Linked DNA regions of Anser cygnoides: region 1 is linked to region 2. Evidence: chromatin contacts called from public Hi-C data. All regions are on one chromosome and are shown on one strand. The core of a region is the stretch at or near the end of the contact, and the rest is flanking DNA. Distances in the headings are between cores, read along the strand shown. Region 1 has its middle 140 kb from the start of PIM3. Region 2 has its middle 94 kb from the start of CRELD2.

The links. A called contact is a pair of places that touch in the nucleus more often than the background predicts.
Region 1: a Hi-C map of liver shows a contact between it and region 2, with 8 times the contacts expected there. The contact joins two enhancer-like sites. A contact is called at or near these places in 2 of 7 Hi-C or Micro-C datasets (both in liver).

Annotation. Positions count from the first base shown.
Region 1 is chr1:20,463,609-20,470,581 of Taihu_goose_T2T_genome, reverse strand. No RefSeq gene overlaps it. Among named protein-coding and RNA genes, the nearest start is that of PIM3, 140 kb to the left of the region's middle. Within about 2 kb of position 5,316, at least 2 of the 3 cell types and tissues checked have open chromatin away from gene starts, as enhancers often do. A contact at or near this core is called in liver, where this site is marked.
Region 2 is chr1:20,378,249-20,384,481 of Taihu_goose_T2T_genome, reverse strand. No RefSeq gene overlaps it. Among named protein-coding and RNA genes, the nearest start is that of CRELD2, 94 kb to the right of the region's middle. Within about 2 kb of position 4,886, at least 2 of the 3 cell types and tissues checked have open chromatin away from gene starts, as enhancers often do. A contact at or near this core is called in liver, where this site is marked.

The DNA of each region.
Region 1 (6,973 bases), core at 4,067-6,566, 86 kb before region 2:
CCTTAAAAGTCCTAAAACTGGGAGAACTATAATGAGCAGGAGACACTCAGGTTCCTGTCTTGAGTTGTATGCCTCGTTTTGGGTAACCTGTGGTTACCCTTACATTTTTACCTTACACTTTGTGAGGCAGCAGTTGGTATGTCAAGTCAGTTCATTTGGTCTGCTTCATCTCGTATCATGTCCTAACAGCTTGTATTTTCATTTCCTTGGGGCTCTGTGTTTGCTAATGCATTTATTTACTTGCTTTCTCCCTTCTGAAGTATCAAGCTACCTGTCAAGCAGGGAGTATACTGAGATTTGTGCTGCATAAGTTGTGAGCGCTTATCCTGAATAACTCCTGTTTGGGAGAACCAAATAAAAATATACAAGAAGAAAGTGGCTCATCCGTGAAAGAAGTGAGCAAAATAAAAAGAGCAGACAATAATATCACAAAATCTACTGATAAGAGTGACGAGTTACCATGCAAGTTAAGCTCCTTATCATGGTCAAACCTATTCCCATGTGGCGATGCACGTCTCTGTAAGACACCTTGTCTTTGCACCTCAAGTCTGTATTGCCATGTGTGTGGCAGCAGCTGGTAACCCTCTGTCACGGCACTCACCGAGAGTTGCATGAGGACACAGACAGCGTAGCAAACAGGCGGTCACTTTAGAACTGCAAGATCCTTTGAAACAGTGATGGGAATGAACAACTAAGGCAAACAGGTGCAGATTTGCTTCTGAAAGTATGCTGAGATTCCCAGGATAAAAGACGCATTCCACAGACACCACAATGCATTTAGGAAATGCTCTGGGTACATGCTTGTGGACAGTCGTGTATCTGGACCAGGAGACACAAAACTGCAACGTGTCAAGATCACCCAATAAATCTCTAGGAGGCCAAAATACAAGTTTAGCTTCTGATCTTTAATCATGAACTTTCTTCAGACATGTTCTGTCTGTTCAGTAGCTGGATAACTTCTGTTTCTTTTCATTACACAAGAACTAAAGCTATACCTTGGGGTACTTATTTCAAATCCCATTCATAAAACATTCTTGAGAAACCACTCCTGGGTATAATTAAACTCCCTTCCTGAATACACGGACTGCAGGTGTAAGATTCAGTACACCTGGATTTAGTGCTTGATTTTGTTAATGAGTTGAAATCACTGATGTATACGTCAGTTCTTTGTTGATCTTTTCTTTCCTTCTAGCCTTTGTGTTTTGAGGATCTGTCAATATACATAGCACGCATGTATATGTTGGATCTAGCTTCTAGCAAGAATGGAGTTTTTAAGCAGGAAATTTTCAAGCTGGAGGGAATTTTCAGGACTGGAAGCCTGTGACTTCATATCATGTGTGGTTTCATGACTTTAATATACATTATATTTTATGGTGCATAAAAATTGTTTGGAGAGCCAATTCAGTCTTTTGCAAGGAAAATTTCTCTACCTTTGCATTAGCCTATGCAGATCAGATACTGACAGATTCCCAACAGCAGCCCAGGACAAGGCATTTAACTATACAATTTACCCAAGGTCTTTGGTAGGTTGTTTGTACTATTTTCTAAGCTTGACCTAGACCACTTAAAATCTACTTAAGTATGTGAGCTGCAGATATACCTTTGAACTGCATTTCAAGCGTACCCTGAGAATATAAACAGCCAGCAACAGCAAGCTTCTCAGCTTCTGGTTATATACTGGCTATACATCATGTTTTGCCATATAGGAAGTAGGTGACAATGCTACTGTAATACAATCATCGATAGCATTTTTTTGTTGTTGTTGGGAAATACTTGAGTTTAGAACTTGGAGATGTATTTGAATTGAGATTGCAGTTTTCTTTTCTTAATAAGTCCTTACCTGCTCTTCAAATTAAATAAATTTAACATTTTGGGGAGCATATATCACTTAAAGCTATAATATAAATGTTTTCTTCATAATTTCACATAAAAAAAATGAAAAAAAAAAAAGTGAGGCATTGCAATAGGAAGGCAAAGAGGCATCTGTGAATTCTGCTTTCTTTTATCCATCTATATCATACTTCTAACCAACTCAACAAATCCTATATATTTTCATGCACTGCATTCTAGCACTGAAGAGAAAAAAGAAAAAAAAAAAAAAAAAAAAAAAAGAAAAACACTGTTATAAGAAACTTTCAAAATGGTAATTGAAATGACACTGACCTGGCCTGGCTCTCAGAAGAGGAGTTAGATGACTCCAAGTATTTACGAGCATATTTCAAACTATTATGTAAAGTCATGAAAAGAACAACATTTCCACACTAGGTTTCTTGTGATCACAAAATAGAAATAATTTTTTGTCCCTTAAAGGATGATATCTTGATTTACAACCAGGTGAACCAGCCACATGGAAGGGCAAGCAAGAGAATACAATAAGAAACCTCTGTGTTGTGGCTGAGGATCTCAGTCCAGCATCTGTTTAAACTGTAGTATACAAGAGAAGTTAGGCCAGCAGATCATAGTCCCAAGATGATTGCAGTTAGCCTAACGATAATTGCACCCATACTAGGGCTTTTATGGAGATAGACAAGCTCCTGTGGCACATTCACCTTGGCCTCTGCTTCAAGTACTCAAGAACAAATCATGGAACAAAACAGGCTATGTTGCCCAGAGGGTAGAATTGGGAGAAGCTTGAGAAGTGAGGAATAACAAAGGACCTTTAAGAATCTTTATTATTATTTTTTATTATTTTTATTATCTTTTTTTTGAAGCAATCTCCTCATTAACATTTAGCAGGGCACTTGGATACAGAATCTGGACTCTTCTGTCCATGGAAAAAGAATTCATTATCAATTTTAAGGAATGAATTTACTTCCATAAATTTGATTTTTGGTGTAATGTGTCAAGAGTGATAGGAATTTGTCTTTCTTATGAGGGACCCTCTTCTTCATGTTGCTAAAAGTTTGTTTTCTTTGAGACTGTTAGATGAAAGCACAGATTCTTTGATATATTTGTAAATATGGCTCACTGTTTCCCTGTCTAAATGTTTACTCAGCCATCTGCATACATGGATTGCCTATTCCAGCTATCTCTACCTCAAAAGATCTCACTGTTCCTACCACTAGTACATGGCAATAGTATAGATCAGCTGACTGTGCTTGAACGAACACTGACTACAGCTAGAATTAGCTGGCACACTGGATAACGCTGACATTTACTGGTATCTCATAACTCCCCCTTTCTCATTCCAGCTACTTTTGCCTGAGCCAGTAGCAAAAGCAGAAAATGCAACTTGGTGTGTGAAAGTGCTATGGCTTACTAGTGTGGTAAAGGTTTTGCAGGATCTAACCAAGGCTTCATACACAACTTTAGTTATTTAAACTATGGGTACAGCATAGCTGAACAATTCACTTACAAGTTTCTGGCTTGAATTTCTCCTTGACCACACAAATGTGTATACAAAATTTTTTCAGAGTCAGAGGAAGGAAAGGACCTTTAAACTTAAAGAGATAAAAACAAGGGACAGGGATTACTGATGTTTATATGCCCGATAGTCCAAATATGATTTCATATGTATGACAGCTTTCCTACTAAAGAGCTACAAGACCCTTAATATTTAGTTTATTTTTCAGGCACAAGATACTATAAAATTTTATGTCCAGAACTCTTGAAGCGGTGCTAAAACTATCTGCCATGAACTGATGCACAAAAAATAAACACATAAGTCACAAATATTTTACCTCAGAACAATGAGTTTTCTTTCTAGAGATAACTCCATGCTGTGAATACTGAATTGGGTACCTAGGTTAATGGAAGAAGAAGGTCTTCCATTTCTACTGAGCTCACTGAAAACTAAAGGTAGAGTTTTTTCTACACACTTAGTGTGTACACTAAGAGGTTTTGTTTTGTTTTGTTTTGTTTTTTTGATCAAAATACACCTCAATGACGTACTTCCTCCATAGACCCTATATCATCAATGTCATTCCTGTCAGATGCAGAAATATTTTGCATTTATAATCTCTATATTCAGATCTTCCTTGGATTGATGAATATTGCTTCTGTTTCATCCATGGATCTCTCCCATAGTCAGTGGAAACAGAGACCAAATGAAAACCCTAAGCATTTGGTTCAGCCTTCAACTTTCACATTTTTTGTCTGCTTGCATCTAGTTCACACCAAACTACCATTTGGAAAGATCTTCATAGTTTTGGCCTTTGCCCCCCTCCAAATTAAATTAATTAATTAAAAAAAAAAAAAAGTTTTGAATTGAAAATCCTTGGAGGAAATTTATATAAATATATATATATATTTTCATATGTATATTGTCACTTTATATATATCTATAATGACAGTGACAAAACATGGTTGACGCATAGCAAAATCTTTTTTTCTTGTGAAAATTACTTTGGCTTCTTTAATTGCTTGAAATATCTGGGACTGTATTTTGGCTCTTCACCACACAAACCAGCAGGCTTGCCATCTGCCCAGCACTGGCCTAATGCTGTCTTCAGGGGACAAATCCTAACTGACTCATCACCAATGAATCATTGTTTTAATTGGGGATTTCCTCTGAATTATCCCACTCCAAGTCATCATGCTAAGGACATTCTCCTTCAATATTTTAAATAAGAAACAAGGATAAACAGAAGAATTAAACAATGCATAGTTTCTACAGCATAGGAAATCTGTCCAGTTCTTGAATATTAATATCAGTTTTGCTAACTACAGTACTTCTTCTGTGGCTTTGCTTTTTTGGAAAGGAACAAAGGCCTTTTAAAGCATTCACTTAGTGTGACAGTTTTACAGATCACTTTAATCACGTCAGAAGTTGTCCATTTATATAAGCTACTAATTGTTCTCCCCTTAAGCAGTAGCACTGCTCTCTGAGGTGTGCTGTTAATCGATCTTGCTAAAGACATGAATATTTCTCCTAAATGCCAATCTAGAAGAAGTAATTAGATCAACAGTGGTAAAGGTGGAGGTCTGTTGCCAGGCAGAAGCAAGGCAAGAAATGAGATTGCTGATATTAAGAACAATTAGAAGTGAGCCATGTAGGCAATGCAAACCATGATAGAGGGAGGCAAGATGGATGTAGCGGACAATGTATGTTATGAGGAAAGACAAGGACAGTGATCTGTAGATAAAAGAAAACAGAGTAAAGGGAAATTTGGATGAAACAGATATCCTAGAGTCTGCAAATTTCACAAAGGACTTACATATTTATAAGAAGTGAGTTTTCTCTATTGCATTTATTATTATTATGGATTATAAATTATTTGGGGAAGCTCTGCAGTTTTTGATATTTATATAAAATTTAATACAGCTTTGTTGCTGATAGTCTGCAGTGTAACACAGAAGCTTGGAAACATGCAGTATGTAATGATGAATCAATACACCTTTGCTAAAAAGCTTTCTTTAAGGCCAGTTTTCTAGTTCAAGCTCAGTGACAAATTGAGATTACTCTAGCAGAACCATTTTCTGGGCTGACAAGTATTTGTCAGCCCAAATTTCTCTGCATCTTGCTTTGTTGCAGAATAAAAATATACCCAACTGAGTATTGAAATTGATTTTCTTATGTGTGACTATTAAACAATAATATCACAATCTGAGGTTCATATAGATGCAATTATTACATTTTATATAACAATATATTATCTGGTTGTTGGCATTTGTTTTGTTTTGTTTTATTTTGTTTTGTTTTGTTTTCTCAAGGGAAATGTCAAATTTGTTCCTGTTTGTTCAGCTGATTTAGAATAAGAGGTCAGATCATGCTGAATTTTCAAACAATACAGTGTTAAAAGGGTTGTAAACAGACAAAGGCACAGGGTTAGCAAACACGACTGGTTCCAGGGAGGCCAGTGGACTGGCAGGAATCCATGAGTTACCTAACTAACAAATAATCCAAAGCAGGGATGCCCAGTGGAGTAGAGCTGCTTGGAAAAGTGTTACATTATGAAAGCAGATTGGAAAATTGTTTGTAAACTGCAATTTACTGTCCTATGTTAAACGCAGTGCTCTCACAAAATGACCAATAACATTAGGGGTTTTGTGTACTCTGGAGGATCATAGAAGCAGTGTTTATTTTCCTACAATTTTAGCAAGATATTTTCATTTCGGTCTCTTACTTTTATAATGTGAAATACAAATGAACACTTTATGTGACCTAAAATAAGAAATCTTTAAAAATGCAATGTGTTGTCTCTTCTTTACAACCTTAACTTTTATTTTTTCTCAGTAATAAAGACTAGCAATGAATGCACACCCAAGCAATAACCCCTTACCCAAGTCATTCATAGACTCCAGTGGAAAATATATCATGAGCCTGATTTTCATTTTTTATGAAGATCCTATGGATATCCACTGGCCATCTTTTAAAGACTGTTTCCATTTTGTCAAGGATGTGCAAGAAGCCTTTGGTCATAGTCAATGAAACTATCAAGCTAGTTACTGGAGCTCCTCCTCAATGTAGATGTGTTAGAAAATTATACTTTTATCTTTAATTTAATTTCTCTCTGGGAGATGATGTCTGTATGTTATGTACCAGGATTTCATTATTAACTTTCAGTAGCAAAATAGCAGTTTAGGAAGTAAGATACAATGCCAGCTCGTCTGATGATGAAAATCTTTTTAAATTAGTGAGAACGTATATTTGAAGTAATAAATAATATGGCAGGTACTGGTAATATATGTAGCATGACCTTTATTTCTTCATTGTCCAGAAGAGATTGTGGGTTGATTATCTAAATGTAATAGTCAATTAAAACTATTCAGAACTATTCTAACCTTTGGTGTGTGGACAGACATCCCAAGTTTTTCTACAGAGCCTAGAGCATAACGAGAGCTTCCATGAAATTATGATGGCCATCCATTAACTATGCTGTCAATTTTCCTTCACTTTGTTTTCCATGCAAGCACACCAACAAAAAAAGGTTCATTTTGGAAGAATACTTTGTGCAGCCAGAAAGGTCAGTGATATCTGGCTACTAAACAACAGGAAACCTTTTTTTGTATGTAACTCTGTTCTGTCTATGCA
Region 2 (6,233 bases), core at 3,637-6,136:
GAAACCTTAACAGCAGCGTATGTAGAAAGAATGTGTTGAGAAATGCAAGAAGGTCAAATATTTAATAAGAATTTCTATGTAAATTCTGGAATCTCTATAGAAAGGTTTGCAATTCCTTTATATGGCAGTACAGACACACAAACACACATATACATGTGAGTGTTTATATACCAACTAACATATTTAAATGCAAAATAAAACATTGAAACATCTTAATCTGTCATCTCAGGATGCTCAGAGCCTGATGAGTTAAACGTCCGATACAATTTAGAAATAATGACTAAGAACAGCATAGGCATCTTGTCCCTTCCTGATGTATCCAAAGACAAACTGGCAAATGTCACAAAAAGTTATTACTACATTATCTTTATGATAATTTGCTTCTCTTGAATCATCACCATGTCAGTGAGCCAAAGGTCATTGTAGCATTACGATACATAATTTAATATAAAATCTGTACTTTATAGGGAACTCAGCTTTAACCCTGCTGTGGCATGTGATATCATAAGTAAATATCTAAACAGAGTATCTGGCATATTTGGAGAAGACTTGGAGAAGACAGACAGAAATTTGTCGTCAAGGTTATTTTCATTAAAACCGAAAATGCTTGTTCCATAAAACTGAATTTTCCAGTGTTTATTTTCAGTTTTCTGTTCTGTTACTGAGAAGAGAGCTACAGATGATCACGTTATAGCCCCCCACATTTCAGCCTTCGAGGAAAGCCACAAAGTTGACAAAACTCCCTGATCAGGCATCAACAAAGAAGAGCAGGACAAAAAGACTTCACATTTAGCTGCTAGTAACTCCAGCTAAAGACTAATAATTTCACTTTTGGAAAGAAGAAGAGGAAATTGAGCAGTACTTTCTGGACAGCCAGACAACTAGCAAGCCAAAACTTTCAGTAAACAACTTTTTTTCAGAAATCTCTTTCTGCTGAAATGAATAAATAACTACATATAATGTTTGGGGGTGGGAGGAGGATTGTTCATTTTACTTTTTATCCTGAAACAGAAGAAAATTATTTTCCAAACTCTTTTTTAAGCCCAGCAGATTTCTATTTTCCAAACAGATCTAGCTAGGATCACTCTGATTTCTGACCAGGTGCCAAAAATACATCATATGGTTATATGAGGTTTTACTAGAGGAAGGCTTGCATGGTTCAGTAAAATCAGTTCCACTCCTCTGTGCTCCCACCAGCACTCCCAGAAGCCATGTCCTACCCACACATGAGGCTGCTCTTCATCCTCCCTGCTCAGCCCACCCTGCTGTACCCCCAGAGGGACCGCATCCTGCACAATCCTCACCTTGGCCCTGTTCCCAGGTACCCTAATCCTGCTAATATTTCAAAGGCATCTACTTGTGTTTCACAGATGTCAGTCCACTTTACTGATAAGGAAAGGGTTTTTATTCACTAATTCCTTTTTTATTTTCATAGTGAAAGTCAATAGTTGCATGGAAATCAGAAACGTTTGCGTGCTTTAGTGGCATTCTGAAATAAATGTATTTATATGCCATTTGTAATTGACTTTTCTTCAGCATTTCATATGGTGCTAAATTTTTATTTTACTACACTGTCTTTTATATATATATATATAACATCTTTATTTGTATTATTAAAATATATATGAACTCAATTTCTTGTCTGGTCTCCAGCTGGCAGATTTTTTGTTTTGACTAACATCTGTTTAAACAAAGTCATCTTTTTACAAAAGAATTAATAAGGAGGTAAACAGTAAGCAGAACTGATGCAACAGGTAGGGCTTAAAATAAATAAGGGGAGGTTGCTATGGCTTTTCACAAATAACTTTCTGTATAATACAAACTGAAGCACAAGCTCAAAGGGTGCCTTCCATTAACATAGCTGTGATTTTCTGTCAATGAAAAGAACAAAAATCACAAGCTGACAGAATCAAGCTACTTACACAGGTAGCAACTTTTAACTGTTTGAGAAAAAATATATTTATTTAGTTATTAATATGTTCTCATAGTGATAGCAGAAATTCAATTAATATAATTTAGAAGAAAAATGGTATTTCTTGAATAGTCAGACAAGAAGTCAGTCAAAGAACTCTACATTAATATGCATTTCTTCAAAGCTGGAGCAGGCCCAGGGTCAGGTATATTGATAGGTGATAACTTGTTAGGCTTCCACAACTCTACCGTGTTCAGCTGTGTGACCTGCAGCTTATTAACAGTGTTGCCAGCTATGTCACTCATTGTATTAATTCTTCACTTGTGCTATTGATATTTCACATTTGTGATATGCAAACCTTGCACCTGGATAGTAACAGCTATATCTGAACCAACCACTCCCACTCAGTGGTGGAGAACATCAGTAACTGTCACATCTTATAAGCTCCAAATGCCTTATAAAATGGGGAATTATAAATTTACCATATAAGTCCACTAACTCAGAAAAACAAGATAATGTGCATTGCTGTGTGTTTACCACTGTGGGCCCCAACATACAGAGATAGCTGCTTCAGTGCACAAAAATAAATGCTATGTCTTGAATCCTTTAAGGAAATACAAATTTTTGTCTCAATGTGTTTTATGTCATAATAACATCTTCAGGAAATCTGCGATTCTTACAGATTTGAGTCATTCAGTTGAATCTTAGAAAGCATCACAAAAGGTTATAAACTAATGAATGCACTCTTAAATAAGGCAAAACCAAATAAACATTGGCTTTTGTAGGGGGTGTGAAAATATTCAGGAGAAAATTATGCTTGATGCTGTCAGAGTGTGACCTATCAGAGCCCCCAAAGCAATCATGTACATGACTGAACAAAGGAATTCTGACTTAAACTTGTGAATATAACAGTTTAATAAATTATAACTTGTACAATGAGTCATAGCACATGGGATTTAGTTACCTTTGGTTTATATAGAGAAAGCAATTCAGGTTAAAATATTCAACTGAGATATGTAAAGAATCTTTATGGATTAAAAAAAATAATTAAAAAAATCTTGATTTTCTCATGACTAAAGGACACACACACTAGCTTACGTATCTTGAGTAAATTACCCCCTAATACATCTCAGCTGATACCACCCACTATAATCATATTCGCTTCCTCACTCACTTTCCAAGCACAGGACAGCTTCAAGCACAAATTTAAAGTAGTCTTCTCCATTACCCTAGCAAAAAAAAAAAAAAAAAAAAAAAAGTGAAGTCCTTCCATCATGCTCTGTATTTGTAACACCAAGGCAGTCTATAATTAGAGAGTGCAGGGACCAGTGACTAATTCATATAAAGGTAAAGCGCAAGCAGTTGCAGTGTTTTCACTACTTTTAATACTAGACTGGAATACTAGATGTCCTGATGCTACTCCTCAGACTGCAAATATTGGCACACCCTGTTCAAGTACAACCACAGAAAGAAAATACAAAAGAAAGAAAAACACCAACTGCAGATGCCATGTCTTCTTCTACGGTATGTATAGTGCAAAGGTTCACACCGAGTGTGACCATACTCACAATACAAAAGTCCCATGCCACCTCCGCAGTGACTCATTTATGCTTGTGACCAAAAAGACATCAATTTTAAGCTGGTCTAGCATTGGCTTTGCTGCCTTCTTCCTCTCCTTTCACATTTTCATTGTGTGCAAGAACTTTCTGATATCTTGGAGGCTTAACTGAATGTAATTGGAAACAATAAACAGCTGCCATTATTATTCACTAAGACCTGAAACAACAGCTTTGATAATTCCTTTGTTCTTGTTTTCCCCTTCAAACCAAGCAGCATCTGCAGTACTAAATATTCAGTCACTGGACTGTCACCTTCTTCCTGGTAAACACAAAACTTGAGTAAATATTGTGTAGTTGCAGAAAGCATGGATGTTTTGACTGATGAAGTGGGAGGGAGGGACAGCTGGCTAGAAAGAATTGTCCAAAATATGTGAACACAAGGTAAAAAATTATACATTGTCCCAGCAAAATCAGGATAGTTGGTGCGTATTGCTATGTGTGTGTATCTAAACAGACTCGTATTTTCTACACAGATATATAAAATTTATTGATTCTCATAAGTTTTGCACTTTGGTGAAATCCAGCTCAGTGCCAGGAACCAGTTATAGGATCAATGCACCTTTGAAGTAGTGCCTAGATTTATGTTGACCTTTGATAAGAGGATAAATTTCACCCTGTGTCATTAGTGCTGCCCACAAACATAAAAGGGATATGTTTGCCTTGCCTTAACATCTTTGATATTTACCCACTGCTTTGCTTGAGATATCAGGTATAAAGATGACCCTATCTTTCCTGACTATGTTGAAAAGGAGAGATATTTGTATTTAAAATAAGGTTCAAACCTAGGCCAGAGAGGGTTTTAGCTCTTGCTGAACCTTTTCCTAGCATAGTACAAGAAGCCGGTGTAGGTATGCTGATGTAACTTTACTGTAATAAAGCAGAGTTCAAAAAACCAGTGATGATTTGTCAACTCAGAGGCCAAAACTTACCCTGAGATGGAAGGTCATGATACTGCAGAGATCAAACATTACCTAGTGACTGCACGACCCCAGCAAAGGAGAAAATCTCAAAACCACACGTTTCCAATGTGTGACAAGGGTGTGTGGTGTTGTGGGTGTTTAGCACTATCCACAGGTGCAAATCTCACTGCCCTGCTGCTGAAACCGATGGTTGAATTTGACTACTCTAGGGTAATACTGTTTCTTCTCCCATCACTCACAGCATGTTCCCAGTGTCTTCATCCTGCTATGACTTAGTTTTGGTAGTGGAGTACAGAATCAGACACAAACATTTTAGATACAAACACTACTACTATCCAGAGGACAGCTTCTGGTTCCTCAAGGCAGCTTGTATCTTCCTCAAAACAGGTAGGTCCCATCTTGTAATCTTCTCAACCCTGCCTCTTCTCATCTTTATATTTATTTGTAAGTTAAAGGCTCTCTGAGGGCTGGCCAGCTGACTGACACACAACAGACAATGCAAACTGCCTGCAGAAGCTGAGTGACTGAGGCTATCTCAGCCTGTAAATAAAACAGGCCTTGACCTGTCCTTTGAGGCTGTTTCATGTAGGGCTTCTGCATGTGACTGAGAGGCACGTACACACAGAATGCAAAAATGAAATTGATTTGGGGATCCTAAAGGATGAGGGTAACAAGTGAGCAGGCTAAGGTGTAAATTCCCCGTGTGACACACATGCACAGATTATGGTATTCTTAAATATGGAGTGTTAATTGACAGAAAGTAAAATATAGGAAAACAAGTGTACAAGCATACCTATGTTATTATAGGGTTCATTTTACCTGCTAGTAAGACAGGATTTCTACTATATACAAAGAATCATATCTGCAGTCAGTCCTTTATTAATTTAGCAGCTTTCAACTCCATCACATAGGCATGATATCCCTGTGAACCCTTCTGACAAAGGGGTCGCCAGAATCTGGAAGGTTAGCTAATTACAATTTAAAGATACTCACAGCGAGGATGACTGACTAAAGGCAGAAGTCTCCTGAGAGCATCATAAAAAAAGAAAGGGCTGTGAGAGGAGCTGTGGGAGTTAGAGGTTTCTCTTCTCTGTGGGTGAAATGAGGAGAATTGCACTTGTCCTGAAGTTTTGCAGTCAGTGCAGTCAAGGTACCTGGAGTTAGGTTTGGACCTGCTTGCTTTTGTTTCTTTCTTTTGCTATGTATGGGCCACATATTTATATGAAAAACTTATACTTATTTTTTATACTTATTTTTTATATATATTTTATACTTATACTGATTTTTATGGAGTCTTTTTAGATTTACATATGTTAACAAAAACAAGAGGCTTAAGGCATGCCTCTTGATAATGCATTCCCATCACATGCCCATCATAGGTATTGCAAACTCTGAAATGGCATAGGAGAGTGACCAAGTGATTTAGAAACAGCTGAGATTGACTGTAATCAAGCCCATTTACTCTTCTTTATTTCAGTCATCTTCTGCTTGACTCACCTTCCAATCTCACCTGCTTCAGCAGCATGGTTGTGAGACAGTGCACACCTTGGCACATGTGGGAAACTCTGCATTACCTAGCTGAGACCAAATGGGGCCATCCAGCTCATGCCATACAGATAAGATCCTTTATCTCTCCTAAACTGAGTGGCCTCACCCATACGACTTGCAAGGAATGCTCCCTGGCCCACAGTATCCCACAGATGGATCCTGGACATCATTCCAGGTAGTGCCAGCGAGCCAAAACTGTTCCATGGGGCCGGTTTACTGCTAACATTAACAGTT